2 separate regions of the Pan troglodytes genome follow, and region 1 is linked to region 2. Evidence: chromatin contacts called from public HiChIP or PLAC-seq data. All regions are on one chromosome and are shown on one strand. The core of a region is the stretch at or near the end of the contact, and the rest is flanking DNA. Distances in the headings are between cores, read along the strand shown.

Region 1 (6,726 bases), core at 1,726-4,225, 77 kb after region 2:
ACTTTTGGAGGCTGAGGTGGGAGGATCGCTTGAGCTCAGGAGTTCAAGACCAGCCTGGGCAAAGATGGCAAAACCCCATCTCTACAAATAATACAAAAATTAGCCAGGTGCGATGGCGCACACCTGTAGTCCCAGCTGCTTGGGAGGTGGAGGTGGAGGTGGGAGAATTGCTTGAGCCCAGCATATGGAGGTTGCCGTGAGCTGACATCGCACTACTGCACTCCAGCCTGGGTGACGCAGCAAGACCCTGACTCAAAAAAAAAAAAAAAAAAAAAAAAAAGAGAGAAAAGAAAATCAATGCATTCATAAATATTTATTATGTGCCATGCATGATATTAACAGCTATACATTGTTACTTAATTCCTTCTTCCTGTTTGTCCCCATTTTGCAGGTAAGAAACTGGGATTCAGCAGGATTAAATTATTGAAATTGACACAGCTTTAGTGAATGGCTGAGCTGAAGTATAAACACAGACTTATCAGTCCTCACTTTGTTTTTAACAAACATGTAAAGTCACCTCCCCAGATGTGGAGGGTGAGATATATTTCAGGTCTTGCTTCTCCCCCATAGTCTAAGGCTAGGCATTTCTAAATTTATAATTCCAGGCTTTTTACTAGAGAGTTCCTTTTGATTTTCTTACCAACTGTACTAGTCAGGGTTCTCTAGAGGAACAGAACTAATAGGATAGACACATATATAAAGGGCAATTTATTAAGTAGTATTAAGTCGCACGATCACAAGGTCCTACAATAGGCCTTCTGCAAGCTGAGAGGCAAGGAAGCCAGTGCGAGTCTCAAAGCTGAAGAACTTGCAGTCCAATGTTCGAGGGCAGGAAACACCCAGCACGGGAGAAAGATGTAGGCTGGGAGGCTAAGCCAGTTTAGCCTTTTCATATTTTTCTGCCTGCTTTATATTCACTGGCAGCTGATTAGATGGTGCCCACCCGGATTAAGGGTGGGTCTGCCTTTCCCAGCCCATTGACTCAACTGTTTCTCCTTTGGGAACACCCTCACAGACACAACAAGGATCAATACTTTGGATCCTTCAATTCAATCAAGCTGACACTCAGTATTAACCAACACACCATTTTTATTAGTCATGCTTGAGACTAAATTAAACATTATTGTTCTTTTTTTTTTTTTGAGAAGGAGTCTTACTCTGTCACCAGGCTGGAGTGCAGTGGCGCAATCTCGGCTCTCTGCAACCTCCATCTCCTTGGTTCAAGCAATTCTCCTGCCTCAGCCTCCTGAGTAGCTGGGATTACAGGACCTTAGATAAACTTACTATCACTTTATAGCAGTAGAGAAAGCACTGAAATTGGCACTGTATTTGTTTTCTATTGCTTCTATAACAAATTACCACAAACTTGGTGAAATAAAACAACACAAATTTATTGCTTAAAGTTCTGTAGGTCACAGGTCTGACAAGTGTCTCATTGGGCTAAAATCAAGTTGTCAGCAGGGCTGTGTTCCTTCTGGGGGCCTTATGGAAGAATCTGTTTCCATGCCTTTCCCAGCTTCTAGAAGCCTCCAGATTCCTAGGCTCCTGGGCCCCTTCCTCCATCTTCAAAGCCAGCAAGGGCAGATTGAGGTCTTTTCAAGTCACATCACTCTGACCTCTTCTGCCTCCATTTTCCACTTTTTTTTTTTTTTGAGAACGAGTCTCTCTCTGTTGCCCAGGCTGGAGTGCAGTGGCGTGGTATCAGCTCATTGCAACCTCCGCTTCCCGGGTTCCAGCGATTCTCATGCCTAAGCCTCCAGAGTAGCTGGGACTACAGGCACCCACCACCACGCCAGACTAATTTTTTGTATTTTAGTAGCGACAGGGTTTCACCTTGTTGGCCAGGCTGGTCTTGAACTCTTGACCTCAGGTGATCCACCCACCTTGGCCTCCCAAAGTGCTGGAATTAAGGCCTGAGCCACCGTGCCCAGCCCATTTTCCACTTCTAAGGACCTTATGACAACACTGGGCCCACCCAACTAATCCAGGATAATATCCCTAATTTAATGTCAGCTGATAAGCAACCTTAATTTCATCTGTAACCTCAATTCCCCTTTGCCATGTAACCTAACCTATTCAGTCTCCAGGAATTGGGAAGTGGACATCATTGGCAGGGGGCATTATTCTGCCTGTTATAGGCATACTTGCCCACAAGTCTAAATCGAGAGTTTGCATATAGGAGGTAGGAGGTGTGACAATAATTGGATAAAGGCTTTTCTGGAATAACAACATTCTCTTCAAATACAGGGAGGCCCTGTGACATGATATCTGGCAAATCACTTGAGTCTTAGTATCCAAATTTCCGCTAAAATGGAAATTACCATCCTTTGCTTGGCATGTTAAATGAAATACTTATGTAAACGGACTTAGATTAGAGGCCTACAAATAGGACTCAAGTTCTTGATGAATCTTGATGAGGAGGGTGGGCGAAGTACTCTAAATGAAAATGAGATAGATTGCGAGATTTCCGGAGAGGAGTGAGTGACAAGCGCCTACCCGTGCATGAAGCTGGAGGTAGAAAATTCCAGCAAAAGGAATTTTAAAGTTTCACTGAAGCTTTTGAATCAAGGTTTGAGAGCCCAGGGTGAAAAAAAGGCAGTGAAGAAGCTCATTAAGACAACCCCCCGCCAGGTAGCAGATAGCACCTGAAATGCAGTGGGAAATTTGTGAGGTCTTCATAGGCAAGGATTAAATTTTACATCTCATCTTAAGATGTGTCATAGTTGTTCAATTACTTAGTGACCAAAAAAGTGAATTAAAGATGTCAAGATAAAAACAAAAAAACAAACAAAAAAAAACCAATACAGGTTCCACCGAGATTTGAACTCGGATCGCTGGATTCAGAGTCCAGAGTGCTAACCATTACACCATGGAACCGCCACGCGTGTGTAGCTGCCTTCGGCTCTCTAATCCTCAGAGAACCCCGCCCCCATCCACAAACCCACCACTCACAGGCGGTCCCGCCCGGTTCCAGCGAGCCGCTTCCGGCACGGTAGCTCGAGAAATGAGCAAGCGGCCACTAAGACTGTGGTAGCTAGGAGTTCCAGGACTCAGTTTCCCCTTTGAGCCTCCTTTAGCGACTAAAGCTTGAAGCCCCACGCATCTCGACTCTCGCGCACACCGCCCTTGTTGGGCTCAGGGGCGGGGCGCCGCCCCCGGAAGTACTTCCCCTTAAAGGCTGGGGCCTGCCGGAAGTGGCGCAGCGGCAGGGAGGGGCTCTTCACCCAGTCCGGCAGTTGAAGCTCGGCGCTCGGGTTACCCCTGCAGCGACGCCCCCTGGTCCCACAGATACCACTGCTGCTCCCGCCCTTTCGCTCCTCGGCCGCGCAATGGGCACCCGCGACGACGAGTACGACTACCTCTTTAAAGGTGAGGCCATGGGCTCTCGCACTCTACACAGTCCTCGTTCGGGGACCCGGGCCACTCCCGGTGGACCCTCGTGCCGGCCACCCCTGCACTGATATAGGCCTCCCTCGGCCCTTCCTTTTTGTGCGGTTCCGTCTCCTACCCAGCTCAGCCCCTTCTCCCCCGCTCAGACAGGGGTGCCCATCACATGCCGCTCTCTGAGCGACCTCTCCATAGGCCTTCGCTGGCCTCAGAGCCCCTCCCTGCGTGTCCTTCCCCTGGCGGACTGCCTTCTCCCACATCGTCGAATTCCTTTCCCCGGGTTCTACGGCCCCGCCGCTCCTCCCACCATCTCTCTTTTCGGGTGTAGCGCCCCCTCCCCCTCGGCGTACACCCTTCCCAGCTCGCGTCCTCTCCCGAAGCCCCTCTGACGGGTTCTTCGCTTCCCTCTTGGCCTTGCCTTCGGTGCAGACTCCCATCACAGGTCTTTTTCTTATCTGCCCTCTTTCCCCCCTCGAGCGAGCGTCTCTTCTGTATCTCCCCTCCACTTGGACGGCCGCCCCTCTAAGCTTCTCCCATCCCGGGTCCAGGACCCCGTAAAATCTGAGCGGGCCAAGGGCCCCCGCCCCCACCCTCCGCCCCGCGGTTCTCGCGGTCCTTAACCTTCTCTGACCGCTCCCTCTCCCACTCCCCATTTGGCAACTCTCTCTACCTTCCCTCCCCAAATCGTGTTTAGAGCTCCCTTGTCTCCGTTGCGACCCGGGTGGTGGGAGGGAGGGTAAGAGGGATCGCCCATCACCCACTCGCGCACTTGTCGCAGTGACCCGGCAGGCTGACATTACTTCCCACCTAGCCTTTTCTTTTCTTGCCCTCCCTACTCAGTGGCACCCAACCCGGGATAACTCTTTACTCGGTTCGCGAGATGAGGTTGCGGATGGGTGGTGGCTGTTATCCTTGCCAGACCTGAAGGCCTGGTTCCTGAGCAGGAAAGGTTGTGCGCTGCACAAATACTAGCTTGCTTTATCTCTATGGACTGGTTGCTTCCTGCTGCAACGCTGGGAGGATCCAACAGGAAGGGAAGAGCCCTAGTTAGCCACATACCTTTCCCAAAAGGTTGGGGGTGGGAGGAAGTTGTGTGCTCTTTTGGTTACATTAAATATTTATTATAAGATACGGAAACATGTAGTGCCCTTGGACAGAACATATTGGAGGGTCAGGGTTGGTTAGAAAGAATTGCTTATTGGTTGAGTCCGGAAGGAATCCAGTTTTTTTTTTAATCAACGAAGATAAAGGGTACGTTTTTCAATGAGAAGAGAGTACAGTAGATGCTTTTTTTGTTCAGCGAATGCACTCTCACTCTGATGCTCTTTCTCTGCTCCTGAATTGGGAAGGTAGCCATCAGTAGTGTGCCGAACAAAGATCATTACCACTGAGGAAGAAGCCATTGCTATTAAAGCTTTACTGTGGAGGGTGGAGTTTCAAGAGTGTTAAGCATGGTGACTGTTTCTGTCTTTGCCATTGGGTGCTAAGAATGATTGACTAAACCAAGCAGGAAAGATTTCTTTGCTTTCCCAATACTTTGCAAATCTTGTTATACTAAGTAGTCTGCTGTTATACTCTTATCATCTCTTACTCCTCTGACTCAGAATATTCTACTGTATAGGGTGAATACTTTTGGTATCCACCCTCCCCCTCCATACTGGAAAGTACTTTCAGGGTACTTAGTTCATTTTACAAATACAAAACTGAGGCCTGGATTACAAAAAGTATATGACAGCATACCTTTTGCCGAAGGTATCTGAGATGATGTGAAACTATTTGAATCTCTTGAGACTTTGGGGTTAAAGGTTAGGTTTGTGTTTTGAAATATGGTATAATGGTAGTGTGCTTTTATAAAGGTTGTCTTTGAAGTAATTAATTCAGAACAAGATAGACCGTCAGGGTATTTCTCCTGTTTGGTTTGAACTTGAATGTTGGTTATACAAGGTCCTTTTATTTTTTAACAAAGAATATTAAATATTCTGAATTGGCCTAAAGTATTTTAACTTTTTGATTAGACCATCCTTCTAGCAACAATTGAGAGCACTGAGCTTTGGAATCACGTAGACCTCGGTTTAGATCCTGACTCAGGTCTTATATTTACTTTATGACCTTGGAAAAGTTAACTTTTCTGAGTCTCAGTTCTCTACTTTATAAAAAGGAAAATACCCACCTCTTAAGATTGTGAGAATTAAATGAGACTGTTCGTAAAATTTTAACCATGAGGACTCAATAAATGGTAATAATGTGAAAGAAGTTACTGTGGTTTTGTCAGGTTTTTTTTTTTTTTTTTTTGGAGACAGGGTCTCGCTCTGTCCCCCAGGCTGGAGTGCAGTGGCACAATCAAGGCTCACGGCAGTCTCGGCCTCCTCAGGCTCAGGCCTCAGCCTCCCTAGCTACTCTCTAGCTCCTAGGAGTAGCTGAGACTACAGGAGCGCGCCACCACGCCCGGCTAGTTTTTTGTTTTTTTGTTTTTTTTTTGTAAAGACAGGGTTTTGCCATGTTGCCCAGGCTGGTCTCGCACTCCTGGACTTAAGCAATTCACCTTCCTTAGCCTCCCCAAGTGCTGGGATTATAGGTGTGAGCCACTGTGCCTGGCCTTTGTCAGTTTTTTGAACCTTAAATGTAGGTTCAACTACAAGAGCATTTAAATATTATTAAAGAAACATAAAACTAGGAACTTCGAATGCATTTTATGTTTCCATGGGTTATGGTTTCATTTTGTTGTGCATTTTGCTGTTTAAGATAGGGTGTTAAAAATTCTGCTAAGGAGGATTTCTACTTTTTTTTTTTTTTTTTTGAGATGGTATTTCGCTCTTGTTGCCCAGGCTGGAGTGCAATGACGCGATCTCGGCTCATTGCAACCTCTGCCTCCTGGGTTCAAGCGATTCTCCTGCCTCAGTCTCCCGAGTAGCTGGGATTACAGGCATGGACCACCACACCCGGCTAATTTTGTATTTCTAGTAGAGACGGGGTTTCTCCATGTTGGTCAGGCTGGTCTCGAACTCCTGACCTCAGGTGATCCGCCCGCCTGGGCCTCCCAAAGTGCTGGGATTACTGGTGTGAGCCACCGTGCCTGGCCAGATTTCTACTTTTTTAAAGCTCTTACAGGATATGAGTCACTTTTTCTTTTTCTTTTTTAACTTCAATGCTGATTATTTAGCCAATTTCTTATTTATACAAGTATCCTACTTTAAAGTGAAGCAAGAATGATTTTATTTCAAAATGGCTTTATTGTACAGAGATTTATTCACTGAGATGGACTGCAGCTGTTTCTACTTAGAAGGTTTACCTAGCAAATGCAATAGTTGAGGGAATTGAAGTTAGTTTGTAACTAACCAG
Region 2 (6,228 bases), core at 1,825-4,324:
TCTGTTGCCCAGGTTGGAGTGCAGTGGCACAATCATAACTCACTGCAGTCTCAAACTCCTGGGCTCACGGGATCCTCCTGCCTTGGCCTCCCAAAGGGCTGTAATAACAGGCGTGAGCCACCTCATAGGGCGTAATCACTTCTTAAAAGTACATTTCTACATTGGTCTTGTAGAATTCAAAGTGATAACTATGATATACAATAATAAAGTGTGGTGTGCTTGACTCCCTCCACACCCAGCATCCTCCCACAAATTCTACTGAATAAACAATCAATCTAGGGTATTAGATTAAAAAAAAATAAGGAAGAAAAATGTATCAGCTATTCTCAGTCACTCTTCTTCTACCTGTGGTAGGAAAAAGGAAAAATCCCACAAAGATAAGTCTCTGACATCAGCGAAGGCAAGAATAACAAGTCAATTTTCCTGCTAGAGCAACTTTTGTTTTCCACCTAGAACAATGCACCATCAATTTAAGTAGGAATAGCACAAGGTTTATTATATACCAAACACCTCTATCTGCATCAGTGCTTTAAGTAGGTTTTTGTAGGACATAGAATGCTTTGAAAAATTCTGCAAACAACAAAATATAATGTAACTAATATCACTCAGTGGAAAACCAAGTTTTATAATAGCAGTTATAAGAGTAATAACTGGCCGGGTGCGGTAGCTCACGCCTGTAATCTCAGCACTTTGGGAGGCCAAGGCGGGCAGATTGCTTGGGCTCACGAGTTCAAAACCAGTCTGGGCAACATGGCGAAACCCCGTCTCAAAAAATACAAAAATTAGCCAAGCACGGTGGTGCACGCCTGTAGTCCCAGCTACTTTTATTTTACAATTCTATTAATCCCAGCTAATTTTATTTTATAATTCTGCCATAATTTTTTTAATGAATTAATAAATGTCATGTAGTCTCTTCTTCTAGCCTCCCAATTATACTAAATACTATTCAAGTTACCAGAAATAGGACAACAGTTCCAGGAACTTGAGAATCAATAACTCTTTAAACCAGTGGTAATTCATGTGGAAAAGTTCAGAACAAATCAGCATCAACTTCCTGGCTCTCTTGCACAGACAAAAAATTCATATTGCTTCACCAATTTTCAAAAATGTAAAATTGTGTATATAAGTTTAAAACTTGGACCAAAAGTTATCTATATTTATTCCCAATTTGCGACTGGTATCAAGATCAATTAACTTTCTCAGCAAGTACACTGTTATAAAATTCCACAGTGATCCCAGAATGGAAGGGGCTTAAAAAATAATATAAAACAAAAATTAAACTCCACAGTGAAGTAGGTCTATGTTTAATCATTCAGAAAAAGAAAATTATGTAACATATTATATATAATGATGATGATAACATATGCTGTTCTGGACTCCTACTGAGAGCTGTGGTTCAAAGGGAAATCGTGAAAATAAAGTAAAAATTGCCGAAAATGTTTAATTCTGCCCAAAACAGTTTCCAAAAAAGAAGTCAAATATAATATTTTATTTTAAGTTCAAACAGGGTTCAAACAGCTCAGAAATTTTGTATACTTAAGTTTTCAGAAGTCGAATCCCAGAACCGCTATCAACATAAACTGAATAACTTGCTCAAGAGTCCTTACTTATTACCCAATCTTAGGTCCCCCAGAATACTTCTTAAAATAATCCCAAATGTACTACAATAGATCAGCGTAACCGGGGCTACGCTGTTTACAGGTGTCTCCACCTCCTCCCCCAAGGAGAGAAGAGGTATACTAGGGTAAACAGAAAATAGAAGGAGACTATATACACACCAAATAACAGCTTGTAATCTTTCTTGTAAGACTTCTTTTACATTCGGGCTATTCTTTTCATTAACGTATAATACATTTTAAAGAATAACATATTCACAGAGTAATACAATTTCTGCCCTCACGGGTCTCTAGCTGGCTGACACGCGTTTTCTCCTCAAATAAATACATGCCTGTTGACTGATGCCTGTCCTGCTGTTGCAAACAAGAAATAACTGTCCTATAAGACAAAAACCTCTCTCTACGGTTCTAGGCGTAACCATACGTTTGAATTAAAAGCACATTGGAACAACAACAACAATCTTCCAGCACATCTGTCATTTAAAAGCACGATAATGAAAAGCTGTCGCTGCGACCCAATTTTAGGTCACAAGCTTTTTACTGTTTTTCCTGCCCCCCACCTCCAGAAAGCAATAAACTTCAAAGGGAATGGTGGTAACCAGGAACAGTTCCCTTCCCCCACCACACACCCCCCCAAAAAGACTAGGAAAAAACTGGCCAACTTGGACGCTGGCCGCGCTCACGCAGAACCCGTGCCCGCGGGCCGGGGAAGGCTGAACAGACCCTGGGAGGAAAAGTGGGCCTGCAGGCACCCCGGGCTCCCCCCGCCGCCTGTCTCAGATACCGAGCAGGTGGGATTCCGGGAAGCCACCTCCGACTTACGTAACGGGCTTGTCAAAATCCCAGATCCAGGACCTCCCCCTCCCCGCCCCCACTCCCAAATAACAACAGCCCCAGGCCAGCCTGGAATAGAAAATCTGGAATGAAAACACAGGAGCCCCCCACGCGTCCGACGCAGAGGCGCGGGTGCTACTCTCAGCACCGCCGCGCCATCCCGGGGCGGACCGAGCCGCGGAGCACCTCCCGGATCTCAGGAGCTCTCGGGCGGAGATCTCGGCCATCCGTGCCGCCTCCCCGAACCCGCCCGCCCCGCTCCCGCGCCCCCGGCTGTCACCTCTCCGGGCCGTGACAGCTCCACCTGCCACCGCTGCCCGGGTCGCCGCCCCCGCACTCACCTCCCAGCTGGCTCCCGTGCGAGCAGCGGATCGAGCTCGGAGAGCGGCGCCGGAATCCCTCACGCGCGGTAGCGGGACACGAGGGGCTGAATGCCGCGGCGCTCTGAGCCCGCTTAGCTCATCCCCAGCCCGGCGCTCCGCCCTTCGCGGCACCCCCGCCCGCCCGCCCAGGCCTGCCGTCTCAGTCAGACGGGACTCCCCCTCCCCTCGCGGCCGCCACTGCCTCCGCCTCTTTCTCCGACTCTAGCCTCCGCGGCCACCGCGACCGGCGCCATCTTGGCAATGACGGAAGGGGCGGGGGCGGGAATCACGCCCGCGAGCACCAATCGAAGGCCGGATCTGGCCCGAGTGGGAGGAGAGGGCCGAGTTGAGGGTCGTGGGGTCCTAGCGCCAAACTGATAATGGGGCGGAGAAGGTGGGCGGGACTAAGTCGCCTTAGCCCGTGACGTGCGGTGTAGTTGGGGAAACGCACCGCGGTTCCCCGTCGGGTCAGGAGATCCCAAGCCCCAGGCTGGCGTGGGCGAAGCGTACAATCCCTTCACCTTTCGTCACCCAGAGGCACAAGAATCCAGTTCGCGCCAACTGACCTGTTTCTTCCTTCCTCCCCGGCACTCTGGGAGTCCTAAGATTGCCTTGCTCGGTTCGTCTCAGACTTGCTAGATCTGAGCAGCTGCTGCTCACTCCACCAAGGGTGCTCACATTCTCCAGGAAACTCCCTTAAGGGTTAGCAACCGCCGAGTAGGTTTCGGTCCCAAGATAGAAAGGTAAAGCGGGGAATTCAGGGGGTTTCTCCGAAAAGTACGTTGATGAAACAGCTATTGTTGACTGACGGGGTGTCGATTACTTTGGATTAATTGGATACGGCCTACTTAAACCTGACTGTGGCTCTCCACCATTGATGGCTGTTGACAGATGAGGTTAATAAAGCTTGATTACCCCCATGGGGTTGCTCGGGAGCTAAATTCTATAATACCTGTGAAGTACTTAGTATAGTGCTTGAAAGTACTCAATAAATGTTAGACATTATTCCATGGACAAATGAAAGAAGAAACAGGACCCCCAAAATCCCTCTGCTTTGAAGTCAACTTTTCCTAAATTGCATAGCCTTTTACTAACCAAGTTTACAACTTTATTTCCTACCTCCAGTTCTTTCATTATATTCATTCATTCAGTCAACAAACATCCATACAGAGGGTGCACAGTGGTGAGGGAAACAGAAAACCTTTGCCTTCAGGAAACTGCAGTTTAGTGGGAGAAGAGGGACAATAAAAAAGTACTTCAGCACATTTTAAGGGGAAACATGCTATAAAGGTTATAAAAATAACTGAGGCCAGGCGCCTTTGCTCATGCCTGTAATCCCAACGCTTAGGGAGGCCGAGGCAAGAGGGTCAGCTTGAGCTCAGAAGTTCAAGACTAGCCTGGCAAAATGGTGAGAACCCTGTCTCCACCAAAAATACAAAAAATTAGCCGGGCGTGGTGGCGTGCGCCTGTGGTCCCAGCTACTTGAGAGGCTGAGGTGGGAGGATCGCTTGAGCCCCAGAGCCGGAGGCTGCAGTGAGCCGAGATTGTGCCACTGCACTCCAGCCTGGGTGACAGAGCAAGATTTTGCTTTAAAACAAAACAAAACAATCGAGTTGCATACTTTAAATATATGTAGTCCTCTGTATGTCAGTTAAAGCTGTAAAAAAAGACTTGTTTTTGACACAGAGTCTTGCTATGTTGCCCAGGCTGGAGTGCAGTGGCCTGATCACGACTTACTACAGCCTCCCTCCCAGGCTCAATTGATCCTCCCACCTCAGCCTCTGGAGTAGCTGGGACTGCAGGTGCCCACCACCACACCCGGCAAATTTTTCTGTTTTTTGTAGAGACTATGTCTCACTATGTTGCCTAAGGCCGGTCTTGAATTCCTGGGGTCAAGTGATCCACCCACCTCAGCCTCCCATAGTGCTGGGTTTACAGGCATGAGCCATTGTGCCCTACCTTAAAAAGCTTTTTTTAAAGTCCAGTTGGGAACCCTCCCAATTCTTTACCCATTGGACACAGATTTAGCCTTTCATTAGTTTTAAGTGTTGCTAGATGTATCAGGTCAATTCCTCTTTAAGGAGTAGCTTGGCATATCAAAATATTCCACTAGCAGCAAAAGCACTCTTTTAGTTGGTTATACATATATATGTGCATATATATATATATACACACAAATATTTTCATCTACAGAGTACCAATTAAAATGTTATATAGTTGCATGTAGCATACACAATGAGATTCTAAAACCTTTCAAAAGTTTAAAAGGCATGAAGGTTTTTTTAATCAGAGAAAATAGCTTCTTAAAGAACAATATTGATAAACAGTAGAAAACCAATACGCAGCATTTGACTGTGTACCCAGGAAGTATCGTACCTCAGAGCCCCCCTTAACAGTCATATCAGGAGTCCTCTCAACACTCCAGGCATATGTGACTATAGTCACGGTTAAACCTAAACCCTAGATGTGATTTGGGCAAGGGATTCTAACTGTAGACATGAGCCAAATAGAATTTTTTGGATAATAAATTTTGGCCCCATGCCATTTCTGAAATTGTCATATTTTATATGTGGAACTGTATCTGGCTATTTCTTAGAAGTTATTTTAAAATGCTGTGATTTGAATGATGCATGAAGGAAAACTATGAAACCAATAACCATTTAAAGCAATGGAAGCGCAAGCTGTTGTACAGCCTAATCCTCTCCACCTGTTAAATCTATGCACCTTAATTGCTATACCAGAAGTTTCTCACATCTTTAAATGAAAACCTGGAGCCTCTAGAGAGCAATCCTTTTTTTTTAAGACAGAGTCTTGCTCTGTCGCCCAGGCTGGAGTGCAGTGGCGTGATCTTGGCTCACTGCAACCTCCACCTTCTGGGTTCAAGCGATTCTCTTGCCTCCCGGGTAGCTGGGATTATAGGCGCCCTCCACTACGCCTGGCTAATTTTTGTATTTTTAGCAGAGATGGGGGTTTCACCATGTTGGCCAGGCTGGTCTCGAACTCCTGACCTCAGGTGATCCGCTCTCCTCAGTCTCTCAAAGTGTTGGAGTTACAGCCATGAGCCACCACACCCGGCCTACAAAGCAGTCCTTGATAGCTATGCTACAGGGCTTCCTTATGGGTGAGAAAAACTACCAGGGATCTATGGCCTATTAGAAACTATTTAGATGTGTCACAAAGTAGAATCCATATTGACAAATTGTATTCACTGTGAAACAGTGTTTGAGTGACATTCCAATGTATTTAATCCAAAAACTAAAATTTATTAGCAATGTGGTCAAATTATGCATTTGTTTCTTAAAAACACAAACCTGATGAAATTATTTTTGAAAGAAATTATCTGCCAGCCTGGGCAACATAGCAAAACCCCATCTCTACCAAAATACAAAAATTAGCCCATGATGGTGGTGCATGCA

Evidence for each region. HiChIP or PLAC-seq counts read pairs in DNA pulled down with a chosen protein or histone mark.
Region 1: an H3K4me3 HiChIP or PLAC-seq map of stem cell-derived excitatory neurons shows a contact between it and region 2, with 4 times the contacts expected there. The contact joins the promoter of RAB11A here to the promoter of DENND4A in region 2. A contact is called at or near these places in 1 of 7 Hi-C or Micro-C datasets (stem cell-derived neural progenitor cells) and 1 of 1 datasets of contacts at active chromatin or transcription factors (stem cell-derived excitatory neurons).

The regions. Positions count from the first base shown.
Region 1 is chr16:57,856,602-57,863,327 of NHGRI_mPanTro3-v2.0_pri, forward strand. It overlaps RAB11A (RAB11A, member RAS oncogene family), which reads left to right and starts at 2,976. Exons shown (of 5, transcript XM_510490.6): 1 at 2,976-3,369. The coding sequence starts at 3,330. TRNAQ-CUG (transfer RNA glutamine (anticodon CUG)) reads right to left here and starts at 2,877; the gene lies at 2,806-2,877.
Region 2 is chr16:57,779,869-57,786,096 of NHGRI_mPanTro3-v2.0_pri, forward strand. It overlaps DENND4A (DENN domain containing 4A), which reads right to left and starts at 3,075. Exons shown (of 33, transcript XM_523102.9): 1 at 2,792-3,075.